Linked DNA regions of Mus musculus: region 2 is linked to region 1. Evidence: chromatin contacts called from public HiChIP or PLAC-seq data. All regions are on one chromosome and are shown on one strand. The core of a region is the stretch at or near the end of the contact, and the rest is flanking DNA. Distances in the headings are between cores, read along the strand shown.

Region 1 (6,493 bases), core at 2,201-4,700:
GGGGTGGGGAAACATGGGAATTAGTAAATGAGATCCTAGGAGCTTGGGACAGTGCTTGATCCCACACTCAATTTAAACAAGCAGCTTTTCTCCAAATTGGCTTAGCAGTGCTCAGGCTACCTGCAATATTTTGCTTACAGTTGTCACATCAACTTTGGAAATTTTGATGAGTCCTTACCAATTCAACAACTTAGCAAAAGGCAACTGGACCAGCTTTTAAGCACTTTCACTAGCTGAGTCTATTTCAGCACACTAAAATATTAGTGCTCTCAGGGGCAAAAGTACTTTGATAATCCAGAGAAAAGACAGGAACAAATGCATGAGGAATTTTTAGACTTCAAGAAAAAAAATCTTTCTTTAAACTTACACTTTGAGTAGCTAGCTACATCAGAACTCATCAGCTATTTTTGAACAAAAGCAGGAAAAGTGTGTGTGTGTGTGTGTGTGTGTGTGTGTGTGTGTGTGTGTGTGTTGGTTGGTTACTCCAGCATTGGAATCTTGCACAAACAAACATGATGGGTGCACAGAAAAGTAGCTTTGAAATAAAATTCTTTAAATTCTACCTTAATTCCAAAATATACTGATTCATTATCTTGAAATAAACAGTATTTTCTTATTTCATTATCTCATATATAACTGCACTGAATTGAATGACATTCCTCTGCTAGTCTAAGCCTGAAAAGCATGTGCTGGCTATAGTGCTATGTTGGTATAAAGCACAATGCCAGACTGATGTGCTGAACAAAAGTGATCAAAGTTAGAGTAATGTTAGCCACTGCACAAGTATTTGCCTTCATTGTCCTCCCCAGAATGACATCTGTTAAAGCAACTTGTCATAGAGCAAACTAGTTAATGCAGAGAGAACTTAGCCGTGCGAGTACTATGTAAAGCATATTAAGCTAATGTTTGATTGATTGTCCCAACGCAAAGGCTAAATTTATGAAGTACTCTGAGAGTATGACAAAATAAATCTTTTAGGCTAAACTACAGCCACTAAACAGCAATTTAAGTGAAAACAAATTAGCTTTTCAAAATTAAGTCCTTGGTATAACCATAGGCAGACTTTTACCATTATAAAGCAAAACAGTAGCAGAAACAACAAATGGTGAATTTAATAAAAGAGACAAAAATTCATTGCCTTTACTGATGGGTGTATCCAATTGAAAGTTTAAATCACCAATGCAGTAAAGGAAAAAAGGTACACAAAAAAGTGTAAAAGTAATTGTATTGTTAAAAGTAGTCTTTGAGCTATGTATAAAACGATGCAGATGGATTTGAAGTTCCTATGAAACAGATCAAAGATGCAATTCTCCTAGAGAGGGAGGAAAACTAAAATGAAAAGAAGTAAAGAGAGCAGGGATGCTGGAGAGAACAGAAAAAGCCATGAGGAAAAGCATAAAGGGGATGGATACTGTGAGAAAGAAACAGGAAGAGAGGGGAAAGTGTGCTGTTGGTATGAATTGTGAGGATCTGAGAAAGATAGAATGAATGCAGGTAGGTCTGCTGTGCTGACTCCCAGCTGACACCACTGTCCCATTTCTGATGCAGTTCAATCTTTAAAGACTGTTAAATTCCAGTTAAGTAGGAACAAGTGACACTTCACTGGATAACATTTCCTAAGGGATTTTTTTTTCTTTTGGTCTTACACATTTTCTTTGATCAGCACTGGCTCAAAATCATGCTGAACATTGAAAACCTTTTCAATTCTTGTTTTGTGTTAAGCTCTAAATCTATGAGATTTTAAGCTACTAACCCATGCAAATGTTTCGTTTAGTTATGAAGGACTATAATAAATACTGTGGTTGTCAGCTAAACATTAAAACAAACTATACTGTATTTGAATTGCAAGTTATAAACTCACCATAGATTTTTTTTTTATCACATTTGCTCTCTAGACTTTTTTAGAGAATTTTTCTCACTGCTTCAGATACATACACACATACACGCACACACACACACACACACATACATACATACATATGTACATATACACATACACACACATATATAAACACATATACAATCCAGAATAATTTGAAAAAGTACAGAATATGTTTCTGATTTATTATCATAGCTGATGTATATCTACATACTTAAATATAGCACTCGAGGAAGGATCATCTTATCACAGCATGCTCAGTGTATTTTCCAAGAACTCATCTTCCTCCAACTTTTATTTTAAATTCACTTAAAATTTCAAACAGATTTTCTTTGAGTAAAAGTTCATTAGAATTTCTGACAGAATAATTCTTACGTAAGATACCCTACTGAATGCTAAATTGAGTTTTAGACCTAAGATTAGACTCAAATGAGTTGTTCTGAGTTATTCCAACTGAAAACTAAAAGGCCTATGAAGCTTAGCAGAAAACACTATCAGTTATAATGTAATTGCTTGTAAACTGAATACTGATAAAAGTATCAAAACTTTTCTCAGGAAATTGTAAATGCCATCAAAGTATGTGTTTTGGCATAAGAAAATCAGACCTGGAGTTCTGATTCTAATACCAGAACTATTACTGTGCACAAACTAGCTGAGCCTTTCCGAGATTTAGTTCACTCAACCTTAGAAGAGAATAAAGATCACTTCTGATTTTCAATGCTATAACATCCTATGGTTTCATAAAGATATTGTAGTTAATCCTGGATGCAGAAAAAGAGCTAAATATATGCAAAACAAAGCCATAATGAGGAAGTTTACAAACACTAAGACTCTTGCCTTAATTTTCTTAAATGGAAGAACAGCAGTAGAGTCAATAAATATAACAGATATCAAAGAGAAAAATAAAAATTATTTCAGGTGAGATATAAAGATATAGAAGCATTTTAAATACATTTTTTCTTCTTGAACAAATAAAATTGAGTCTTTACTTTGTTTATACCTTAACAAAAACCTAATTGATGTTTTAAATCTCATAGGATCTAATTTTAAATAAAGCCTGTCATACTGGTTTCTGAAGTAACTAGACCTTCAACTGATGACAATCCGTTATCCCAGTCTAGCTAGACCACTGTTTAACAGTTACAACATTTTTTAATTCACTTCATTAAAAATCTTTGAAATTGGGCCCATAAGTTGTTATTAAACATTTTAATTTAGGAAAATATATTTAAATGATATGGGTTCCAAACAGCTTTTAATTGGTTCTGGATTCTCTGAATTAAAACACTAACACACAGTATTGTCTTTCCAAGCAGTATCATGAAAGGACAGGCACCCATGTGATTTTCCTGCCACTGTTACTAGAACAAAAGGCCTCTAGAGACAGTAGAACCTAAGCTTATCCAAATTTAAAATATATCAAACTATGAGCTGCAACTACATGGAACAAGTAAGTGTTTGCAGTGGTCTGTTTTAAATGAAAACAAGGCACACAGACCAGGCTGAGTTCCAGTCTCCTGCATCCATGGTGCCCTGAAAGGCTTGTGGAGCTAAGAAACCAGTCACTTCTGATTCAGAACGGGCTCTGAGCACACACTACATATCTAATGCCTTTCCTTTTGCTCCTTTGTAACATACTGTACATGCACTGCAGTTGCACATGGATTTGTTTTACTAAGATGCAAGTTAAACCCAGCTAAAAATCCTTCCTGAACAACAACAACAACAACAAAAAAAAAAAAACGTTTGAAAGCGGATGGTGCAAGGGGAATGAGAAGGTGGCATCAGTAATCAAATGTTAATTAGCAAGCTTCTCCCCCTTCCCCCAGGGCTGGCCTGTGTTAGAGAATTCAAATCAGAAATCAATGCTCCAAGTGTTTAACTATTACTTCTTCTCATTAACCATTAAAAGACCAAGCAATTTTCTCCTCATAAAAACAGTAACTCAAGAATTTCTTTTTCTCAAATACCGTCTTTCTAGAAAACAATGAAGAGGCCTGTAAAATTCAAGTGCTTTTCAACCAGGCTTTGAACCAACTGTATTCTGCACTTTAACATCGTTTGGTTCTAAATGAATTCTTAAGTCTCACAACTGCACCTTCCTTCTGCCATACTTAGAAAACGAATTTTGCTTCTTTCCTTATAAAACGACAGGGCAGCTGATATTTTATGAGATCAGAATTGGGATGGTAATAATAAGGTGAATCAAGTACAGAATCTAGTTTAAACACACAGAATTATAAATGGATTTGATTTTGGCCATCATGAACAACTACCAGAAATAAGATTAAGAATTTCTACTAGTAACATGGAAATTATACTTAAACTCTGATGAGAATAAAAATACTGTAAAACTGCAAAAGCTATATCATACTTACACCAAACTAACCTAAGTACTGGATTCAAACAAAAATAAATTTATATCTTTACTTAAAAGTTATGTCTATATTAAAAGATAAAACACTTTTTTTCTTGATTCTTGGTTTCCTAAACTGGCCTTGAACTCACTGTGTAGAAGAGGATAACTTCAAACATTCTGATCCTTCTGGCTCTGTTACCAGATAGACGCCAGACTTAGGTGGTGCTATGGAAGTAATCCATGGCTTCATACACACCATGCAATCACTTTACTGACTGAGTCACATCCCCAGCTCTCAAATCATAATTCTGAAAGAGCTATGAAAATCCATAATAGAGAAGAAATTAGGCTAAATGTCACAAATGTTTAAAAAAACTAAATAATAGGACCTTGGATTTCTAAAAAGGTTCTAGAAAGATTGTGAAGTTGCAAATAATGATATTATAAATAGAAGTAGTCAATGATTTTCCTACAATAGTCCTTCTCAAAGCAGCAGTGGTATCAGCAGGAAGAAATTAGAAATGCTTATTACAGAGCCCTGTGATTCCAGTGTGCTGAACATTCTGGGGCATTGCATGATGAGTGCTATGCAGCCTTCAAAGTGATTCTTACCAGTCTAAAGTATAAGATGCAGAACTTTATATATAAGCTTCTCCAGGCAGCCATGCCTCTTTAGCTAACTCATTTCTTAATCCTTCAAAGTCTTAAGTGACCCCGTCCCTTTTATGAATGAGTAAATTTCTAGAAATCCCAAAATTTTGTTTCAGTTAAGAATGTAGGTGGGATTAGATGGCAAACTGCTGTCACTGAAAAATCCTTATACCTTATAAATTTACACTCTTTCAATAAAGTCTGAAGTTATGGAAAGTCACAAATATTTTAATCTATATTTTTGTCATAGGGAGCTCATGATAGACTATAAATATCATGAAAGAAAATAGTTGGTTTACTGCCTGTAGTAAAAATAAAACAGCGGGGCCTTTAATAAGTGCTCTTAAAAGTCCCTCCCCATACAAAATTAAGTAAATTAATGAGTTTGTGGCATTGGGAAATAAAATAAGTAATAAATAAAAACCCAGAAATAACTGCCACGAACATTTTTAAGAGTCTCATGTTAGACAGCATTCACCCTGTAAAGCCCAGTTTATATTTTATTCCCATTGGTTCAGTTTATCTATTAGTCCACTAGTGATAGAGCATGTGTCCAGCACAGTCAACGCTCAGGATCAGATCCCCAGGAGAACAGAGGACAATAAAAAAGAACACAAGACAAAAGATTCTTCATGAACCAGAAAGCAAAGTACTTCTAAGTCAGAAATGTTCCAAGTTTGAACTTCTGAAGGTAAAAGAAAATGTATCAGAAGCAATGCACTAGTTAATCTCAAGGATACCATTCATACTACCAGATATTTAGCTACAAACAAATCCACTATAGCCCTGTCCATAAAACATTAAAATAGTACAATCTCATATCCAGCAGTATGTTAGCTAAATAAATGAAGTATGGAACAATAAAAGTGGCCATTCTGAAAGAGGAGATAAGGATGACAGAAATGTCCTTGGTCCCTGCCAGAGGTCTGGAGTGTCAGAAGAGAGTTCTGCTTCTGTGCTATCTCTTTCCTGAAATGAGCATCCTTTCCTGGAAACTACATGAAGACTTGACCTAAACTAAGAGTTCCTGGACACCTTGAGGATGAGCCAGCAGGCCTGTCTACCTTCTTGTGCTTGACTAATCAGCCAATAGCCCTAACAAAGTCATACAGCAGCTTAATGGTCTTGCTTCTGCTACATCAGAGAAACTGAGCTTTCTATAATGAAATTTCTAATACTTGGCTTTCTAGGGTCTAGAAGTTTCATTCTTTGAATTCAAAAGACTAGAACCCAGTGACTGAACTAGAACTCAGTTGGTGAACATTTTGTGTGGCTGTGAGATTCCAGCACTTTTACACACACACACACACACACACACACACACACACACACACACACACACACACACACACACACCTGACACTGAAGAAAGAGAGCAAGCCTGCATCAAATTCAACGACCAAGTTTTAGTACATTCAAGCAGGGCCTGCAAAGCATATCCCAAAGGCTATTAAAACTGTTATCTTTTTCTACCAGGAAGTTACATTAAAACCTCACCAGGTCTATTTGTTTTCCTGTGCTCTCTGGTGCTTCTGTACTGCCAGGTGCACTCAGCAGACTGCATCTTGATTTTTTTTTTTAATGTTTATTATTATTTGCCCTTT
Region 2 (6,493 bases), core at 1,344-3,843, 190 kb before region 1:
GGGCGAGGAAGAAAGTATAAAAACTGCAGGCAGGGCAGAGAGTTTATGAGTGGGTGGAGAGCCACAGTTAAGTAGTTGGAGCATCTAGGGAAGGGAGCTGCACTTTGTCAGGGAAGGAACAAGCCACTAGGCCTCGCGCACCAGCCCTGTGTCCCCTGGGCTCCTCCTTCCAGACCCCACCCCACCCCCAGTGTGACCGTGCTCTCACCTGCGCCCCCTGCGCCCCCTGCACTCCCCGCGGGCGCTCCAGCTCCAGGACCCCCGCCGTCGGTGGCGCAAACCGAGCCAAAGACTTCGTAGGCAGGCCGCGGGGGGATGATGCCGTTGGCGGCGGCCAGCGCCAGGCCCTCGGCAGTGCCGTACAGCAATTGCAACTCGCGCGCCTCGTTCTCCTCCTGCGCCTGCTGCCTGCGCAAGGCCACCTGAGCCGCCATGACGCGCTGGCGCTCGGCGATGAGCGTACACTTGGCGCACAGGCAGTCCTTCCAGCGGCAGTAGCGCTTGTGGCCCTTGAGCGCGGACACCACTCCGTGGTTGCGGCAGCGCGCGCACTTGGGGGTCCGCGGGTACTTCTCCGCTGCCCTCAACAGCAGCGGCGGCGCCCGCAGCAAGCCTCCGGCCACGCTCACTGGTAGCGATGCTGCGGCAGCTGCCGCCGCAGCCACCGACGCCACCGATGCCACGGGTGGTCCCGTCGCTGTCGCTGCTGCTGTCGCCGCACCGGGCACGCTGGGCAGCTCCGAGCGCAGCTCCATGGCTGGACCTAGCGTGGGGAAAGTGGGGATACCTGAGTCAGGGTAATACAGTCACTAGGCTTAAGCACGGCCTGCAGAAACCCATTTTGGGAAACTTTGGTTGTACAAGTTTAACTAAACTTGTGGCTGTCAAACTGCTGGGGAAACGAACTGGAAGCTCCCTGTAAACAAGTACGCCCCCACCCCCACCACTGACCTCTTATATCTGACTACACGTGTAAGATTTCGTTTGAATCAGTAGTTCCGCCAAGGGGAAAAAAACAAGACAACGTTTGGAAGTCATTGGTGCAGTTGAATGTAAAGAGGATTTGGAAAGAAAATATTATGCCCAAAGCTTAGGTTAATTGGGGTGAGTCGAGAAAAGAGAAATATTTGCCTGAAAGGGACTCAGATTACAGAGAAAACTTGGGACCAACAAGCGGATGTCAAAGGCAAAGCAAGAAAAAAAAAAAAAAAGGAGCAAAATGATCCCGTTTGGTGGACAGGTGAAGAGGAGAGAAATGTGCAGGCGGGGTGAGGAGGTGAACAGGTTGGGCTGGGGTCTTAATTGTAGCTTTCAATGTGGAAGCAGAGGAATTCGAGCAAAAAGGAACTGAAGAATTTTTTCCTGTTAGAAGTAGGGTAAGAACTAGAAGACAAAACTTGGAGGCAAAGTTCGGCTTATGGCCCTGGGATCACAGCCAAAAGAATTCTGCAAATACTGTGGTCTGAGCCTCTAAAGGGTTAGTTCTATTCCACAGAACTGAGTGTAGGAGAGCTGAGAAGAGAGAAAAGCCATCGGAAGAAACTTTCTTTGGACTGGCCACCCTAGCTCAAAGATTAGTTGAATAACAAGAAAAACGTCCAGAAACAGCTGACAAGGCGACCCGGACTGAGGTCCACCGAGAGGGACAGCGCTGCTTAGGAAAAAAATCTCCAGCAAAAGGTAGGGCGGGGATAGGGTGAAACCTGTGGCTTGGGGGTTAGACTTTTAGTCTGGAGTAGTCAGAGGAAAGCACATCTTCAGAAAAGTTAGACTTTGCAGGAGCCAGAGTCCTTTTGCTCAATGCCTCTTACCCAACCCCCACCCCTCCCAGTTTAGGAACTGAGTCCTCAGACACGCCCTCCTCATCCTGGGACCTCTTGGGACCCCGCTTGTGCGCAGGTTCCAGAGTGTTGGTCTCAGACCAGGGTTCTGGGACTTGCACAATCCAGCAGGCCTCAAAGGAGGCCAGGAAGTCGCCTCCAAAACTGACCCTGAAGGGACCCGAGAGTCTCACCTGCGCCGCAGCCGCAGAAGGCCCAGCAGGCCCTGCTCCTGGCTTCCGCCGCGGCCTCCACTCCCCGCCACGCAGCCCGGGTCCCCGCCAGAGCCGGGAGCCGCTCCTGGGGTCCGGGTCTGGGAATCCCAGAGCACCGTGTGCTCCGAGGCCTCTTCCCCCAGACCCTCAAGCACTCAATGCCCAAGGCCCGGCAGGGCCTGGGCCTCGCCCTCGGGGGCCACCGACCCGGTCGCCTCCCCTGCTCGGCTGCCGGCCCTCCCCTACCTGCCTCGAGCTCCGGGCTCCTCCTCTGTTGGCGCAGCACGCGTCGCCCAGCTCGGCTCGCGCCTCGGCTCTCTTGGCCTCGTCCCTCTGCCCCCGGCCCCTTCTCTGACCACGTCACCCTCCTTCAGCCACCATGTCCGAACTTCCGGACCCCTCTAGGAACACAGCAGTCCAACACCCCGGAGGGGCCTCGGGGCCGGGGGCCTGGCCGAGGGCGGGCTGGTTGCAACCGGCGTCCCCTCGGTGCGCTCCGGACGCTGCGCTCGCCCCGGGCCGGGTAGTCCGGCGCTGCCAGCTCTCAATGAGCCGCTCGCCCGCTCTATTGTTGCTCCTCAGGGCTCCATTAGACAGAATTGGACAACAATGTGGCGCCTGCCATTGGCCAGGGGAGACAGTCGGCGCTCTGATTGGCCGGGCCCGCGCCCGGGGAGCCCCTCATTCTACAGTGTCCGAAAGATTCGAAACTCCGCACGCTCTGCTGAGTGCCTGCGGGATGGGAGGGGGCGCCAGGGAAGGAGTGCGCGAGGAGGAGCGTTGCAAATGTCGTGACAAGAAGTTTCCGTGCGCCCGAGAGCGTGTGAATTGCTCCTAATTACCGTGTCCGGTGCGCCTCTCCGCGTAGACGTGTGTAACCCCTCTACTCCTGGGGCTCCGGCTCCACTGAGCCACTCTCCCTTGGCCCGGGGCGCTTGGCAAGGCCTAGCTTCCCAAGTGGCCCCGGAGGCCTGGGGCGGGACAGGAGCAGGTGACAATTCAATTACCGCTGTCGAAGTGGGAGTGGAACCCGGGTGCCGGGGTGGGGGAGGGAGGGCGTTCACCGCAGACTTGCCAAGATGGTTTTTGCTGGCTTCCTTCTGACCGTGACCGTGTGCTTCCACGTCCGACGGGCTCCGAGGTAGTTGAGAGCCGGTTTGCTCCCTTCCCCCGCCCTCTATCACCTTTAATGCTTAGTTTCTTCGTTTGCAAAGTCCTGACACCGTGGGCGTCACGGAGTGGTAAGTGCGATTTGTAAGGATTTGTGTTTTCAAGCTAGGAGCCCCGGGAGGAACGTGGGTCCAAGCGCTGCAGCTTCTCCTCTCCCTGCGCCCCTGCCCTTTCCCTCGGCCCCCTGTGCCCTCCTTGCCTTTCCGAATTTCTTTGCATCTTGCTGCCCTTTTTTGTGGAATTCTTTTTGTGGCTGTTTGAAATTAACAAAGTTTACTTGTAACTTTTTTTTTTTAAAGCCAAAGTAAAAAGCCGCCTTTGCGACTCCCCAGATCCTCTGGAGGCTGGAGGAACCGGCCAGACGGTCAGACCCATCAGCCCACAAGACTTCCGCAGGGGGCGAGGGCACTGGACCTGCTTTGACTTGGCCTTCCTCGACCCGTGCTGACGTCACGGCCCGAGAACCCCCTTGGGTCTGCGGAGGAGGTAACAAGTTCGAATTTTGTATCTCTTCCTAGTTATTCCCATCTGTTACTGATGTTTAAATCCTTGGACTGTGTCACCCTCCAGCTCGGACTTTTCCTTTGCCTTTGAGGCTAACATTCTGTTACTCTCATTTTTGCTTTCTACTTTTCTCCTTCAGAGTAAAGAAAATTCGTTTAAATGAAATGCGAAACTATCTCCTTACTCCCTTTCCGATCCCTGCCGTGCGTTTTGGCATTGATTTTTAGAAACCCTTGGGCGTCGGAAGTCGGGTCTCTGCCACTGCAGACGGTCATCTGCTAGGCACCCAGAGCCTGCCTCAGGAGGACCCGCGACTGGGACTGGAAAGAAGAGGAGATCAGCAGGACCCCAAAACAGAACCATGGTCCTGCAAGGGTCAGGATGCGCTCCGCCCAAGGAGCCAACTGAGGATCCGACTGGGGGAGATAAGAAGGGGCGTTGAGCCTCAGAATCTAGCAGACAGCTTCCAGAAAGTTCGCCAGGCCTGTTTCAAAGGAGCCTGGACACGAATAATATAGAATAGTAGCCTGGTGCCCGCCACAGGGAAAGTTCTCCAGAGCCGGGAGAAAGGATTTGATAGGGAGTTAAGGGTCTCGAGATCTCCAGGGGCCAGAGGGTAGAATAACTCTGACTATGCCTGAGTGCTGGCCTGTGGGAGGGAGGGGCAGGGAGGCTTCGCGTGCTGCCAGATTCCACGCGAGGCTTCTACTCGCCTGCTTTTAGAGCTTTTGGGGGGAATATTTCAGAAAAAAAATGTGGACCCCCAAACAAAATAACCTAACCAGATCCGCTTAGTTTTCTGGGAAGGGTGGCCTAACTTTTCTCGCACCTGAGGCTTGCGCACTTAGATGTCCTGACACTTAGATGGAGACGACAACGGTTACCGGAACCCCAGCTCTTGCTTTGAGCTGGATCGAACCTGTTTTGTCTTGTCTTGTTTTGTTTCTTCCTTTCCCACAGACAGGGTTGTTTCATAGTGTAACAAGCCCTGCCTAGACTCGCTTTGTAGACCAGGCTGGACTCTGAACACACAGAGATCCGCCTGCCTCTGCCTTTCCAGTGCTGGGATTAAAGTCCTGAGCCACCATGCCGGGCTGAACTTCCTTTTCTTAAAAGGCAGGAGGTATCGCATCCTGCAAAACAGCTCAGGCCAAACCACAGGGTGTACCCCGATCCGGATGCTCTTTCCTCTAGTTGATATCTCCCCGGGTCTGAGTTTCCAAGCTCTCTTTTCCCAAGTCGCCGATGGGGGCATTCACGTGAAGAATTAAGGAAGGAATCAGGAAAAAAAAGGCTTGTTCTGGACTGAGAGAACCATGCCCTTGTCGGCTTCCCAGGCCCTTCCTGATGTTAGCTTCTGCTGATAGGAGCCCTGCCCAAAATGGAGAGGACTGGAAGTGACCCAGCTAAGCCGCTAGCCTTAGGGAGCACATATCCAACAGGAGGACAAGGAAGACCCATCATCATCACCACCACCACCACCACGCACATCCCAACAGAACTCCACCCTTAGGACCTCAGTGCAGGGTCGGACACACCTTTCATGTACACACGGGGGGGGGGGGTGCGCTCACCTCTGACGTTCTCCCACCTAAGGGACCCTTTCAAAAAGTTTAACTCCACAGTGTGCTCTCTTAAGCATGTTCGCCTGTGGACCCAGCCAAACCAGGTCGCGAGTATGCACACTCAGCACTGGGCATATCCTCAGGCAATATTATGCTAGTGCATAGCGCCCCAGACCTTCTCCGCCTGCCGGGACCCGGGCAGAAAAAGCTCAAGACCGAAGCCACTCCAAAGGAAGTGACTGACAGTGAGGACCCAGCTCACACTTTCAGAAGTGTCCTCAGCTCAGAATCATCTGCTGATGAGTCTGCCCGGTGGGTGGGGATGGGGTGTGTGCACCCAGCCAAGAAGTCCTCCACACCCTCACGCTCGATCCACGCCATCTATCACTCACGGCCACTCCACAGCAGAGGCCCAGAGGGAAGGCCCAGGTGGGGGCCCGGGATGATGCGGGGTTGGGGGCCCAAGAGTGAAGATTCTGTACTACCGACTAGGAGAAGGGCTGCGGGTATCAATGGGGGGACCTGGGAAGCATTGACTTTTGCGCTGTTTGCCCGCGGCCTCGGAGCAAGCAGACGCCATCTGTTTGCCGGCTGCGACGCGTCCCGTTTAATTACCCTCCCGGCAGCCTAATAGAGATGATATTAAACTAAATCTTTCTGACATTAAAAGTAATTATCCCCAAACCGGTGGCTCCGGGACGGAGTTGCCCCTCCCGTATAGACCCCTTTCCAAAGCTCTGGATTCCGTTGGTTTGGCTCAAACTCTACACCTGGGAAGGGGCTGGAGGAAGAAGTAGGCGCCTTGGGAGACAGTGTCTCCGAAGGCAGGCATTCCTGACAAGCGTTTTCCCACACCATAGTGGCTCCTGTTCCTGCTTGGACGCAGGCGTGGACGCCAGCACACGAGACATTTTTCTCCAGTCTTTACTGATTAAGCCCTCTAGTCGTGCGTGCCCAGCGCAAATGGTGAGAGGGCAGCCTGGTTCTGTTGAAAGAGCCCTTGGTGGAAGGCCTATGCTAGGGCCAAGAAAAGTCGACACAACTTTGGAGTTTGGAAACAAAACAAGGAACCACACTGCCCACTGTGGCTCTGGGTTTTTGCCCTGTTCTTCCTGTGAGGGCTCCAGCGTCTTGCACTTTCCCTGCAGTGATTTCTGAAGACCCATCTTCCCCCATTCGGTCCTATTATCTCACTTTTCAGGTGAGAAACCGATTCCTA

Evidence for each region. HiChIP or PLAC-seq counts read pairs in DNA pulled down with a chosen protein or histone mark.
Region 2: a contact with region 1 is called in an H3K4me3 HiChIP or PLAC-seq map of embryonic forebrain, with 6 times the contacts expected there. The contact joins the promoter of Dmrta2 here to the enhancer-like site in region 1. A contact is called at or near these places in 13 of 39 promoter capture datasets (the 3T3-L1 cell line, 3T3-L1-derived adipocytes, the C10 cell line and 7 more), 1 of 484 Hi-C or Micro-C datasets (CD4 T cells), 8 of 115 datasets of contacts at active chromatin or transcription factors (bone marrow-derived macrophages, craniofacial prominence, embryonic basal ganglia and 5 more) and 3 of 9 other capture datasets (adipose tissue, liver and macrophages).

The regions. Positions count from the first base shown.
Region 1 is chr4:109,786,743-109,793,235 of GRCm38.p6, reverse strand. All of the region lies in intron 7 of Faf1 (Fas-associated factor 1), which reads right to left. Among named protein-coding and RNA genes, the nearest start is that of Faf1, 110 kb to the right of the region's middle. Within about 2 kb of position 3,450, at least 6 of the 459 cell types and tissues checked have an H3K27ac peak or open chromatin away from gene starts, as enhancers often do. A contact at or near this core is called in embryonic forebrain and forebrain, where this site is marked.
Region 2 is chr4:109,974,125-109,980,617 of GRCm38.p6, reverse strand. Dmrta2 (doublesex and mab-3 related transcription factor like family A2) reads right to left here and starts at 2,593. Exons shown (of 3, transcript NM_172296.2): 1 at 2,282-2,593; 2 at 209-763. The coding sequence starts at 755. Dmrta2os (a long non-coding RNA gene) reads left to right here and starts at 1,006. Exons shown (of 4, transcript XR_868017.3): 1 at 1,006-1,680; 2 at 1,832-3,276; 3 at 3,505-3,691; 4 at 3,849-6,493.